3 separate regions of the Mus musculus genome follow, and regions 1 and 2 are each linked to region 3. Evidence: chromatin contacts called from public Hi-C and promoter capture Hi-C data. All regions are on one chromosome and are shown on one strand. Each heading gives the region's core, a stretch centred on a gene start, on an enhancer-like site or on the middle of the called end of the contact. The rest is flanking DNA. Distances are from core to core; before and after follow the strand shown. Region 1 holds the start of Nt5c (5',3'-nucleotidase, cytosolic). Region 2 has its middle 12 kb from the start of Cd300a. Region 3 holds the start of Rab37 (RAB37, member RAS oncogene family).

Region 1 (4,112 bases), core at 1,180-3,679, 340 kb before region 3:
CCCAACATTCAGGAAGCAAAGGCAGGTGGATCTCTTGTGAGTTTGAGGCCAGCCTGATCTACAAAGAGAGCTCCAGGACAGCCAGGGCTATGCAGAGAAACCCTGTCTCAAGACAAGAGCATTCACTGTCTTGCAGAAGACCCAGGTTCAGTTCTCAGCACCCTCTTAGCAGCTCACAGCTGGTTCTAACTCTCGCTCCACGGCCTTGAAGCTTGATGGCCTCTGAATGCTTGCAAGTGGCGCACAGATATTCACGTGAGGGGGCAGAGGTGGAGGCAGAGGTATCTGGAATTAGTGGCAAGCCCAGGTAGGGAGTGAATTTGAGGCAAACTTGGATGCATAAAACCCTGTTGCAGCCGGGCGTGGTGGCGCACGCCTTTAATTCCAGCACTCGGGAGGCAGAGGCAGGTGGATTTCTGAGTTCGAGGCCAGCCTGGTCTACAAAGTGAGCTCCAGGACAGCCAGGGCTATACAGAGAAACCCTGTCTCAAAAAAACAAAAACAAAAACAAAAACAACAACAACAAAAAAAACCCTGTTGCAAAAAAAGTAAGGGGTGTGTGTCCAGGAGATGTTGGGAGAAGCCTGAGTTAAATAGGGTAAAGATACAATATGTATGGGATACAATATGTATGTATGGGATTCTCAGAATATTTTAAAAGTTACTGAAAGGGCAGGAGAGAAAAAACAGCAGATGAACTTTAACTCAGTTTATGTGAAAATTGGTTTGGCTTAGTGAAAATTCAGTCCCTAAGTAAGAATTCACCGGGATATGTTGTTGTTGGTTTGTTTTACCAGTTTTGTTTGCTTTTTTGTGTTTTTAAAAAAAATGTTTATAAGGAAAAAAACAAAAAATAAATAAAAATAAAAAGAATAAAGGAAGAAAAGAAAAAAATTGTTTATTTTATTTTTTTAAAAGGTTCTATATTTTATTACTAGACAAACACCCTAATTTAAGACATGAGCAAGTCTCCAGGTTAAAAATGTTGAAATCTGTCTGGTAGGACTGATTGCTGACCACAACTCAGTATAAACCCTCAGTCTTGCCATTGTGTGAATCCTTACAGACCCAGCTTTGTTCTCCTCCAGTGTCTTCTAAGAGAAGAGTTGAACCTGACGTTGTTACCAGTTTTCATCCGGATCCACTGAGGAATGGGGCGATTTTGCTTTTGTTTCTTGGCCAGGAATCGCTTGATTCGGAAAGTCTTGTGAGAAGACATGGCAAGAAGCCGAATCAGGCGTAATGCGCAGGATGGCAGAGGAAAGGAGAACCGAATCAGGCGTAATGCGCAGGATGGCAGAGGAAAGGAGAAGAGCTTTTTTTATTTTTAATTTCATTTATATGAGTACACTGTAGCTGTCTTTAGACACACCCGAAGAAGGCATCAGATCCCATTACAGATGGTTGTGAGCCACCATGTGGTTGCTGGGATTTGAACTCAGAACCCGGGGAAGAGCAGTCTGTACTCTTAACCGATGCTGAGCCATCTCTGCAGCCCAAATTTGTTTAAGATAAGGTCTTCACTAAGTAGCTCTGGCTGTCTTGGAACTCAGAGGTCTGCCTCCTGGGTGTGAGGATTAAAAATGTGCGCCACTACACTCTGCTCCTTTGTTGTTTTAAACTGGCTTTTCTTCAAGTGAGATGTCGGGCTCCATGCTGACAAACTTCTGCCATGGGTTAGAAGTCATGTCTTATCGGGGTGTAGCAGTGCCCACCTTTAAACCCAGCACATGGAAGGCAGAAGCAGGCAAACCTCGGGGAGTTTGAAGCCAGTCTGGTTCACAGAGTTTCAGGACAGCCAGGGCTATGTGGAGAAACCCTGAGTCGGGGGTGGGGGGGGAGTCATTACTCAAATCTGCATTTATAGGTTGGAAAATTGATGTGATGTCGCCATTGACTCTGAAATCTACAAGAATAAGTTGTGTCTCTGTGTGTGAACGCTTAACATTTTCTAGAGGGACATACAAGTTTTCGATTCTACCGGAGACCTCGGGTCCACAGGAAAAAGTAGTGGACGCAGATTGAAAACAATGTTACTGTTTCAAACCAAGTCTGGCTTATGAGTCCGGTCTCTTGAGAGCCCAGCTCATGCCCAGCTCATGCCCACGGTTGTCTTTAAGGGGTCCTTCTCATCCCTTGAACTGGGAGACTCACGATCCTGTCAGCTTCCAGCCTGGACAAACATGGGAGAGGCAAAGGATGCATTCAGCATGCGAAGCAGGTTCCCCATTGCCAAGAAAGTATTTCGGATCTTAGAGGTTATGGGAGAGGGATTCTGATGCTGCACATGAGCGGCAGCCCCGTAAGGGACGCAATGCCATCCTGGGCACCTGGTTGGCCACTCTGTGCAAATGAACAAAGTCCGGCCCGCCCCTACCCCGGTCCCGGAAGCTTGTTTCCGGGTCTGGCATCTTCCGTGCTTGCCGCTGTGCTCTGCGGAGACACCGGGCGTGGCAATGGCGGTGAAGCGGCCCGTGCGCGTGCTGGTGGACATGGACGGCGTGCTAGCTGATTTCGAGTCCGGCCTCCTGCAGGGTTTTCGCCGCCGCTTTCCCGAGGAACCGCACGTGCCGCTGGAACAGCGCCGGGGCTTCCTCGCCAACGAGCAGTACGGAGCTCTGAGGCCGGACCTGGCGGTAGGAGACCCGATGGGGAACCTCTAGGCTGAGTTCTCTTCTAGGCAGCCAAGCTGTGCGAATCCACAGTTCACCCCCGAACCAGAAAGCTTGAAAGGGTACACACACACACACACACACACACACACACACACTAGAACCGAGGTCTCCTGCAGAATCTTTGTGTGTGTGTGTGTCCTCTTTGGGGCTCCCCCTACTGGAAAGCAGGAGCGGGACCAAGATCTCTCTCTTTCAGGAAAAAGTGGCCAGTGTGTATGAATCTCCAGGCTTTTTCCTAAACTTGGAGCCCATCCCTGGGGCCTTGGACGCTTTGCGAGAGATGAACGACATGAAAGAGTAAGGAGGGTGAGGAGGGGGCGGCGGGAAGACGGCCAGTGCCCCAGGCCTAACTGCACCCCTTCTCCGCAGCACCGAGGTCTTCATCTGCACCACCCCACTGCTGAAGTACGACCACTGTGTGGGCGAGAAGGTGCCGGCGCCTGCGCTGATTTAAAAAAATAAACCAGAAAATGGGGGCTGGGTGAAAGGGGTCCCGCGTGTTTGAGGGCTAGTCCCACTTAAGCCCCCATGCCTTACTTATCTTGCATTCTGAGCCTAGCAAGTTCCACTGACCTCTCCCCACCCCTCCCGCCTATACAGTACCGCTGGGTGGAGCAGAACCTGGGGCCAGAGTTTGTGGAGCGGATTATCTTGACTAGGGACAAGACGGTGGTCATGGGAGACCTGCTCATTGATGACAAAGACAACATTCAAGGTTGGGCCAGCCAGTTAACCTTGACAACCCCCAGGCATCTGGCCTGCTGGGATTAAGGAGGAGTAAAAATGACCCAATTACAGAGCGCACGCTGTCTTTACTGCCCAGGCCTAGAGGAGACCCCAAGCTGGGAGCACATCTTGTTCACCTGCTGCCACAATCAGCACCTGGCCCTGCCCCCCACCAGGAGACGGCTGCTTTCCTGGAGTGACAACTGGAGGGGGATCATTGAGAGCAAGCGAGCCAGCCTGTGAAGGACCCTGAGGTGGACAGGACCCTGCCTGGACAGGTGACTTTCTTTAATCAGGGAGCCACTTGAACAGACTGCTTTCCGGCTCCTCCCAGGAGGCCTACACGGGAAAGAAGGAGACTAGCACACAAATACAGTGGAGAAAATCAGGAGGTTTTTAATAAAAATAAAAACCAAACGCGAGGCTTTGGATCTTTGATGCTCCTTTTCCTTTTCAGCTCAGGATGGGAGCGGGAGCCTTCCTTCATCCAGTGGCTGTACGACAGCCCCTCTCCAGCCCTTGTAGATCTCCTTCCTCAGCTTTCGTTGTCCATCTGAGGGGGGACAATGCTGAGTGATCAGGGCCCCCATTTTCCCTAAACTCCACTTCCTGTCAGGACTGCTCTTCGCTTATCCCCTAATTCCATTTTTTCTTCTCAGTGGCAGAGGAGGGCGGGGTAACCAGTTACAGGAGCTCGTTAGACTCTATCGG
Region 2 (4,400 bases), core at 1,530-4,029, 280 kb after region 3:
ACACCTACATGGCAGCTCACAACTGTCTGTAACTCTGTCTAGGGGATCCAACACCCCCCGCACAGATATATGTACACACAGGCAAAACACTAGTGCACATAAAATAAATCTAAAAAAGAGAGTGGGGGAGAATATGTGTTTGACTGCAGGGTAAGGGGGGGGGGGGCAAGGAGTCAACTTTAAATGCTGCTAAGGTTCCCCACTTTCAGAATGGAGAAGTGGCCCAGCTGGGCAGGGCTCTGTTGGGCAAAGCAGAACTCTACTTCCCAGTCTCACTGACCACACTGGCAAAAACCCAAATCCAGATTCACTTTCGAATCCTTTGGGGAGCTCTTAAAAAGTATCTGTGCCCAGGACTGGAGAGATGGCTCAGAGTTAAGTTGTTCTTACAGAGGTCCTGAATTCAATCCCCAGCAACCACATGGTGGCTCACAACTATCTGTAACGGGATCTGATTCCCTCTTCTGATGTGTGTGACACAGAGCATTCATGTACATAAGATAAATATATAATTTTTTTTTTAAATCTGTACCCAACCAGGTACAGGGTGGTAATTCCAGCAGCACTCAGAAGGCTGAGACAGGAGAGTCATGAGTTCAAGACCAGCTGGGGCTGCCTAGTACAAGTTCTAGGCCAACATGGGCTCCAAGAAATAAAACAAAACAACAAAAATAAGCGTCTAGCATTTTCCCAGGCATATGGTGCACACATATAATCCTAGCATATGGAAGTTAAAGCTAGGAAGATCAAGAGTTCAAGGCTATCCTCTGCTACATAGCAAGTGTGCAACCAGCCTGGGCTACATGAGACCCTGTCTCAGAAACAACCATAAGGGTATTTTTACCTTGGATTCCTTTGCATTCTTGGAAATTATTTTTTCCTTTTTTCTGAACAAGTGTTTATACTGGTGTGTGTGTGTGTGTGTGTGTGTGTGTGTGTGTGTGTGTGTGTGAGAGAGAGAGAGAGAGAGAGAGAGAGAGAGAGAGAGGAGGAGGAGGAGGAGGAGGAGGAGGAGGAGGAGGAGGAGGAGGAGGAGGAGGAGAGATGAGGAAAGTAAGCCACTTACACTTGGGCCAATCCCTACACAAATCACCTTAAGAACTGCTCCTGGAGGCTCTGACCTAATGGTTGTTCATGCCTAGGGACGGGGCCTGTGGCGTGGGGGCGGGGTGGGCGGGGCCTGTGGAGAGTAAGGGGGGTTTCAAATGGGACTCCTCGAACTCAGTTGTTAGTTCTAAGGCAGGGATCCCTCTCACTACCAGATCACCAAAATTCTCTCCACAGAAGGCAGGGGTCCCTAGAGGGAGGGTTTCACATGACAAAAATGTCTGAGCTTGTGGAACCTGGTGTACCAGCTACACCTTAGAACTACCGACAGGGCCAAGAGGCTAGTTCTAAAAATGGATAAACCAAAAAATAAATGAAAAGGGATAGAAGGCTTAGCCTAGGCTTTTGGGGTTTGTTTGACATGGTCTCACTATGTATTCCTGCCTAGTCTGCAATTTAATTTGTAGACCAGGCTGGTCTCACACTCACATAATTGCACCTGACTTTGCCTCCTGAGCGCTGGGATTAAAGATCTGCACCACCACACCCAGCATAGCCTAGGATTTTTAATCCCACCTGGTTTTGAATAAGCTGTGTGACCTTGGCTGAGTCTCTAACCTTGCTGAACCTTAGCTTTTCCTTCTACAGTAATGAGGCTCTGTCTATAGTAACCATAGTCCAGAAGGGTTTCTGGTTATTGCTATCTCTATTGCCTTTTTTATTTATAATTATTTAGTACGTGTGGTATGTACAGGTATGTATGGTCATGTGCATGTGTATGCAGGTGCATGTGCGTGTGCATGTGTGTGTGTGTGTGTGTCTTAGTGGGCTTTGCCATCTGTAATCTCAGGATTTTCCACCTGTCCACTTTGTTCGCTAAAATCACAATTCTGAGACTTGTTAAATATTTACAAATACCTAGACCAAAGCTGTACATGCTCTCTAACTAGCTCCTAACTGAATAACCCACTTATCCCATTCTATGTAAAGCACATGCCCAGTTAGTTACCTCTGCTCAGGTTCCACGCGTCTGTCCTCCTTAGGGTTGCCCGGGGCAAATCCTCCCACAAGCTTCTATTCCAGAACCCTTTCTTCCGACCGGAACTTCCACCTCCTATTTCCTGCCTCAGCTATAGGCCAATCGGCTCTTTATTGACAGGTGATCGCTTTTTCACATTGCATAAGATATCATCTCTCTGTATTTGTTTGCTTGCTTGCTTGCTTGCTTGCTTGCTTGCTTGCTTGTTTGAGACAGGGTTTCTCTGTGTAGCCTTGGCTGTCCTGGAACTCGCTCTGTAGGCTAGGTTGGCCTCGAACTCACAGAGTTCTACCTGCTTTTGCCTCGTGAATGCTGAGCTCCAAGGTTTGTGCCACCACGGATGGGCTACCATACCTATGTTTTTATGTGGGTTCTGGGGATGAAGCTTGGATTTTTCACGCTTGTTTGGTGAGCACTTTAGCAGCTGGGTCATCTCCTAACCCCCTCCATGGCCTTCAGTGCATAGCCCCTCCCCCCATGTTTACAGAGGTATGTGCAGTTGATCACAGTGAATGCCTCACCTTACCTGTTCAAAGTGGGCGGAGCCTCCTCCTTCCCCTCACTCTCTTGACCATCTGACCCCACACTTGGACACCAAGCCAAACAGCATTGCCAGGACACATCCCTGCAGGTCCACTGATCTAGCCTGAATCTGTGTGCCTCCACCAGGTGGCACTTGATACCCAACCTTGCTTATTTGTTTAACAAATGTTTCATGACTTCCCCTGTTATGCCAGGCTCTGGGCCCAAAGATGGGATCAGGATGGTGGAGATAAAAATACAGCAACTTCTCTTTTCCAGGAGTCCGCGGTGCAGTAGGAAACAAGTAAACAAAGACAAGGGGGAGGAAATATTGCCTTAAAAGGTGAAAATTGCTGCTAAAATCAGAGCCCAGATCCCAGTCACCCAGTGAGTCACCAACTATGGCTTTCCATCTATGTGACACAGGAGAGTGGCAGGCAAGTGACCCAGAGGTGCTAGACCCCAGCCCTGCACCTTTGCCCTATTTGATCTCTGTCCCTTGAGGAACTCTAGAGGAGAATAAACAGGATCTCTTGAAGATTGCAGAGGAGGGGCTGGGGCTGTAGCTTAGCTGTAGACTGCTTGCCTGGGGTGCACAGCACACTAGCTCCCATCCTGGACACTACATACACTGGGAATGTCAGTACACACTGCTAATCCCAGCACTCGGGAGATGGAAGCCAAAAGATCAGACGTTTCCAGGTCATCCTTGCATCCATGGCTACACATAATGAGTTCCAGGCCAGCCTGGGATGCTTAAGACCCTGTCTCATTAATTAATTAATTAATTAAAAAAACTCAGGGTGTTCCTACATGGGATGTGTCTGAAAGAGGCAGCATACAGCCTTAGGTTGTCTGGCCCTTTTTTACAAATGAACCCTGCACCCTACTCTCAAAGATGAGCCCTTTGTAAAGGCTTCCTGTAACTTTGTTATTGAGGTTTTTTTTTTTAAGGTGTGTGTGTGAGTGTGTGTGTGTGTGTGTGTGTGTGTGTGTGTGTGTGTGTGTGTGTGCATGCGTGTGTATACCAGAACCTTCAAAGACTAGGTGATCCGGCATCAGATCACATGGAGCCGGAGTTACAGGTGGTCTCGAGACCTGCTGTGGGACCTGAGAACCAGACACCTCCAAGAGCAATCTTAACTGTTGAGTCAGCCTTCCTCAGCCCGCCTCCTCTTCTCTGAGACAGTGGCCCATCCCACCGTGTCCTCTGCAGGAGCTGCAAGTGAGCTATTCATTTCCCCAGCCCCAAGCACCCAAGCTGCCCTTCCCCCTGACCTGAGCTCAGTTCCCCGCACCCACAGTAGGTGGTTTACAACCACCTGTAACTCCAGTTCCAGGGAGTCCAAAATAATAAAACCTCTTTTTAAAACTGGTGATTTAGAGCTGGGGTGGGGGGTTGTGCCCTTGCCTCACAGGTTCAAGACCTTGCCTTCTACACCCCCTCCAAGCCCACCCCACCCCCGGCACTGCAGTAAATTAGGAAATCAAATTCATGGTTTATTTTCCACAGTGAAAATAGAGAAAGAAAGGGGTGGAAAGAAAGACCGGGTAGAAAAAACAGCAAGGCAGTAAAAGTCTCTGCCTCCTCTGCCTGGCAACACACACACACACACACACACACACACACACGAACCTGAACTTTATTTCCCCAACTTTCTTATCAGAGTCCCTCTATGCAAATAAGGGCATCTGGATATGGGGGGTGTTGGTATAAGCGGGCTACTAAAACCATCTGCTTTGAGTCTGTGATTGGTTTCTCCTGAAAAGTTCTTTGCATGTGGGGTAGAGT
Region 3 (4,102 bases), core at 243-2,742:
GCTCCAAGGATCTTTTCTCATCATGCTCTTTTCCCACAGCTACAGACTCAGGACTGGGCCAAGCCTGGCAGGCTGGGGGTCAGCTATTTTGCAGGTGCTCCCAGCAGGCACTCTGATGGCTCTGGGGCCCCAGCCATACAGGGGGAGGGAGGGAGGGAGGCAGGCGAATACCGGTATTTGTGTACTTTACAGATCACAGCTGCCTTGAGCAAATGATGCAGCCGGTCACCCAGCCCATCAAGTCCACCAAACACAAACAGCTGCTCAGCCTTGCCACCTCCTAGGTAAACAGCTCAGTTGTCCTGCAGGGCTAGGAGGTCAGGAGATCCCCATCAGCCTGGGGGTGGGGGCTGGCCATCAGCAACTCCCCTCCCCTGAGGACTTAGAGCCCCATTTCCTGCCACAAGCCCACACAGGACGCCTATCTCAACGTCTCTGGGTGGGTAGGCTGGCTGACTGGCTTCCCCTGAAACCCTAGGGGGTGGAGATGTGAAGCTCCTAGTGAGAGTGAGATCTGGTGTTTGAGAGGAACCAAGACCCTGAAAGAGGCAGGTACCCTTCAAGACCAGGCATCACTTCTACCTGGCATAGCTCTTACTTCTCTCTCCTAAACCCTGTAGAAAAATAGTGCAAGAGGCTGGCTGGCTCAGCATCTCTTTTTAGAGTTCCATGTACTTGCTTAAGCCAAGGACACCAATAAGAGAGGTGGTGACAGACATCCTTTTATTCAGGGCATTCCTGCAGAATGTATGCACCCCAGAGAGTTGCCTTTAAGGTCGTCGGGGGGCCGGGCGGGGGGAGGGGGAGAGTGGGCCATGGTCACTAATTGCCATGTTCTTTCTCAGCTTCTGAAAATTCCCAAGTGGACTTGTAGGCTGGCTACATGCAGCCTGGGGTGTTGGGAAGGAGCTGTGAGTCTATGTCTGGAGGCAGTGGGGAGGGGAAGGGTGGGATGTACCGCTGAGTGGGGACCCAAAGCACTGCACGCCTGTGACAGGTGTCACTTTTTGAGGCTTAGCTCAAAAAGGGCATTAACCTTGAGATGCCTCTGAAGGCGGGGATGCCCTGTCTGTGTCTTCAGAGAGTCCCTGTCTCCCAGTATTCCAAAGTGTGGCAGAAGGAACTGGGTTTTTGTTCCTAGGGTGGGGGAGTCTTAGTCTTTCAGATCTGCCTTACCCCATGCCCTCCGAGGTCAGCCTAGAACCCTAGAGACTGGGATGAGCCCAGGGGTTATGCCCCAGACCAGAGACCCAGCTGACACTTCCAGAAGAGGGGTGTAGACAGGGAAGGACAGGGTCCTAAGGCAAAGGACATCGGGAGGGATGTCCCTAAGTGCCGGCCTGGGGGGTCCCCAGCACTGAGCGCAGAGCCCACCCACCTTGCCGGTGAGATCGTAGTTCGGGCTGAAGGGCGGGGAGCGCTCAGGGGCCTCGCCATCCCCAGCGGTAGCAGCTCCTGGTGTGCCAGTCATGTCCCCGGACAGTCAGAGGTGAGCCCGGCTCGAAGCAAGCGAGGGAGAGCGAGGAACCGCCCTGCCCTAGGCTCCGCCCACTCCTCCCTCCCCATCCACCAACCGGCTCGGACCCTGATAGACTCCTCCCTCCGTCCCGCCATCCCCTCGACGACGCCAGCCAGGACGTCTGAGACTCGCAGAATGCACACCCTAGGGAGTGGCAGTCCCCCTGAGAGACATTAGCCTAGTTTAGTGCTCTTACAGCACGGAATGAGTCCTGCTACAGGACCAGCCCATTAAGGTCGCAGTGGTGAAGTTAGATTGCCATCGAGGCTGCGGACCCGGGAGACCCAGCTAGCTGCGGAAGGTGTGGGGCTTGGTTTCCTACTGCGGCAATGCAGTGGCCAGCAGGGCGCGCCCGAGCTCCAGCCAGTTGACAGTCCGGTACTTACCTGCAGGCAAGAAGCTGGGGACGTCCCTGAACAATGTTGGACAGGAAGTTGCATTCTGAGACTAGCACCCAAGCGGTTCTGATAGACCTCAGCTCATCTGAGCCTACTTTTTCACCGACACTCACCTTGGAGCGCACTGACCATCTGGGGAGCTCCTGGGTGGTGCTAACACTTGGAGCTCTTTGCCATGTTTCTCCCTCATTTGTTAGTCTAAGCCCCTGATGTCCTCCCACCACGGGAAGGTGAGCTCTTGAAGCCCATCTTTCCAAGGGGACAAGATAGGGCCAACATTATTCAGGGAAGGCCTAGGCCTAGCCACCGAGTGGGTGCCACAGGAATTCATGAAGTCGTGGGTCGTTTTGAGCTGTTTCTAGTACAGCCCAGGAACCCTGCAGCTCCGGATGACGGGGGATATGGAGAATCTGGGGTTGCACATACCAGGGTTCAGTAGCTTGTGGGCCAACTTTTCAACATCTCAACGCTGTATAGAAAGGAACAGGATGCGGGGACTGGATGCGGGGTGTAGGAAGGGGGTTGGGCCCCTCAACTTTTTAGGTGAGGGCAGTGAGGGCTGGCTTTGGGGTGACTATGACTTGGGAAATGGCTGTGTACATCAGCAGGAACTATTTCATGACAGCTGAGAGGAGATCCCGGAGCCTGGATGGAGGTGACTTTGTCGAGGTGGGAATTGGAGAGGGGTAGTGGCTTGCCCCTTGCTCACCGTCCACTGAAAACTAATGTTGTGGGGGTACATCGTGTCCCCCAAGAGATATGCTGAAGTCCTAGGCACTGGTACCCAAAATGTGTGTGGCCTTCCTTGGCAACAGGAACATTAGAGATGTAGGTTAGAACTGGGCCATACTGGAATAGGGGTTCCGTGATGGTTAATACTGATCATTAACTTGGCAGGCCCTAGAGTCATGCTGTGAGGGAATATCTTAATTAGGTTGACCGAGGTGGGAAGACCCACTCCAGAGGAGGGCAGCATGAAAAGGAAGAGATCACACCTCTTGTTCTCTGTTGCTTGTTTGAGGTTAGCTGCCTCAGGCTCCTGCTGCTGGGGCTTCCCCCGTCTCGATGGAATCTAACCAAACTTCCCTTCTTCACACGCTGTTTGTGTCCGGGTATTTTATCACAGCAACGGGAAAATTAACTGAGACAAGCCCCTAACCCAGTGTGACTGTGTGATGGGGAAAGGTTTAAAGCAAATGGCTAGAAGACAGCCTCGTGAAGCCAGAGGTAGAGACAGGAATATTTGATGACTCCAAGGAACAGGGACGATGCCCGGAGCTAAGAGAAGCTGGGAAGCGGTAGGGAGAATTCGACTGGGATACTACTGACCCCTTGGTTTGGGACTTTGGTGTGTGTTGTTGGCTCCATTATTATTTTGGGAGGAGGCAAAGGCTTCAGAGGTTAGGGCTTAGCTGGTGTTAGGGATTGGTTCTAACGCTGTCTCAATTCAATTCGGCTCCCAAAGGCAGAGGTCCCAGACCTTCTGTCTCCGCCCCCAGCTGGATTTGATTGGCATTAAAGGATTGCTTTACAGCCAATGGCTGGGCAGGTAAACTGAGGTGGGCGGGACCTGGGGGATTTGTGAGGGCCGGCAGCCAGGGAGAAAACTGGAGATGATCTAGCGAGATGGGTCAGATTTAGAGCTGCAGAAGGAGAAACCGTCCAAAATGTAAGTGGGAAGGGAAAGCAGCCCTAGGGGAGGGGCCCAGAAGGTAACAGGGCAGCGAAGAGAGAACCCAGATTCAGAAGGCGTTGAGTCAGGAGTACCGGAGGGAAATGTATGCTAGCTGGGCGGAGGATCAGAACTGCCCAGCCTTTGAGCTAGTCAAGACATATCAAAAATAAGCTAATGTGTGCGTGTGTGTGTGTTCTTTTCGCGAATCCAGAAGGCTCTGCTTGTAAGCACGCAACTGTCTGGGAGCCAAAGTGGTTTAGCTAAGCTTGCCACTACAGCTGGAGCTAAGCTACTGGTCACATATACTTGCTTACACTTGCCTTAGAGGAATGGGTTTGGGATGGAGCAACCCAGGCACCTCCAGAGACGACAGAGATAAAATCATTCTTACAGAGAACCGGGGAGAGTTCAGTCCTTTTTCTGGGCAATGCTTGTTAGCAACTCTGGGTTATGTTCCCTGGGCCTGCAGCATGCAGGCAGTCAAGTATGGATGAGCCATGCTTTGTCCCC

The links. Promoter capture Hi-C pulls out the DNA fragments that hold promoters and counts their contacts. Hi-C and Micro-C count contacts between places; a contact is called where the count stands out from the background.
Region 1: a promoter capture Hi-C map of embryonic stem cells shows a contact between it and region 3, with 4 times the contacts expected there. The contact joins the promoter of Nt5c here to the promoter of Rab37 in region 3. A contact is called at or near these places in 5 of 39 promoter capture datasets (the 3T3-L1 cell line, 3T3-L1-derived adipocytes, embryonic stem cells and 2 more), 1 of 15 datasets of contacts at CTCF or cohesin (CD8 T cells), 4 of 484 Hi-C or Micro-C datasets (CD4 T cells, CD8 T cells, CD8 central memory T cells and 1 more) and 2 of 115 datasets of contacts at active chromatin or transcription factors (pancreatic cancer cells and thymic regulatory T cells).
Region 2: a contact with region 3 is called in a Hi-C map of Th1 cells, with 2.6 times the contacts expected there. The contact joins the enhancer-like site here to the promoter of Rab37 in region 3. A contact is called at or near these places in 3 of 39 promoter capture datasets (the 3T3-L1 cell line, hippocampal neurons and pre-B cells), 1 of 15 datasets of contacts at CTCF or cohesin (the NIH/3T3 cell line), 10 of 484 Hi-C or Micro-C datasets (CD4 T cells, CD8 T cells, Th1 cells and 6 more), 6 of 115 datasets of contacts at active chromatin or transcription factors (bone marrow-derived macrophages, embryonic forebrain, fetal liver and 3 more) and 1 of 9 other capture datasets (adipose tissue).

Annotation. Positions count from the first base shown.
Region 1 is chr11:115,490,131-115,494,242 of GRCm38.p6, reverse strand. It overlaps Nt5c (5',3'-nucleotidase, cytosolic), which reads left to right and starts at 2,429. Exons shown (of 5, transcript NM_015807.1): 1 at 2,429-2,636; 2 at 2,872-2,972; 3 at 3,045-3,105; 4 at 3,276-3,390; 5 at 3,499-3,818. The coding sequence starts at 2,457. The coding sequence ends at 3,644. It overlaps Armc7 (armadillo repeat containing 7), which reads right to left. Exons shown (of 3, transcript NM_177778.5): 3 at 3,777-4,112. It also overlaps the pseudogene Gm11694.
Region 2 is chr11:114,875,725-114,880,124 of GRCm38.p6, reverse strand. No RefSeq gene overlaps it. Among named protein-coding and RNA genes, the nearest start is that of Cd300a, 12 kb to the left of the region's middle. Within about 2 kb of position 2,779, at least 51 of the 459 cell types and tissues checked have an H3K27ac peak or open chromatin away from gene starts, as enhancers often do. A contact at or near this core is called in CD8 T cells, Th1 cells, adipose tissue and 3 more, where this site is marked.
Region 3 is chr11:115,151,568-115,155,669 of GRCm38.p6, reverse strand. It overlaps Rab37 (RAB37, member RAS oncogene family), which reads right to left and starts at 1,492. Exons shown (of 9, transcript NM_021411.4): 1 at 1,379-1,492. The coding sequence starts at 1,471.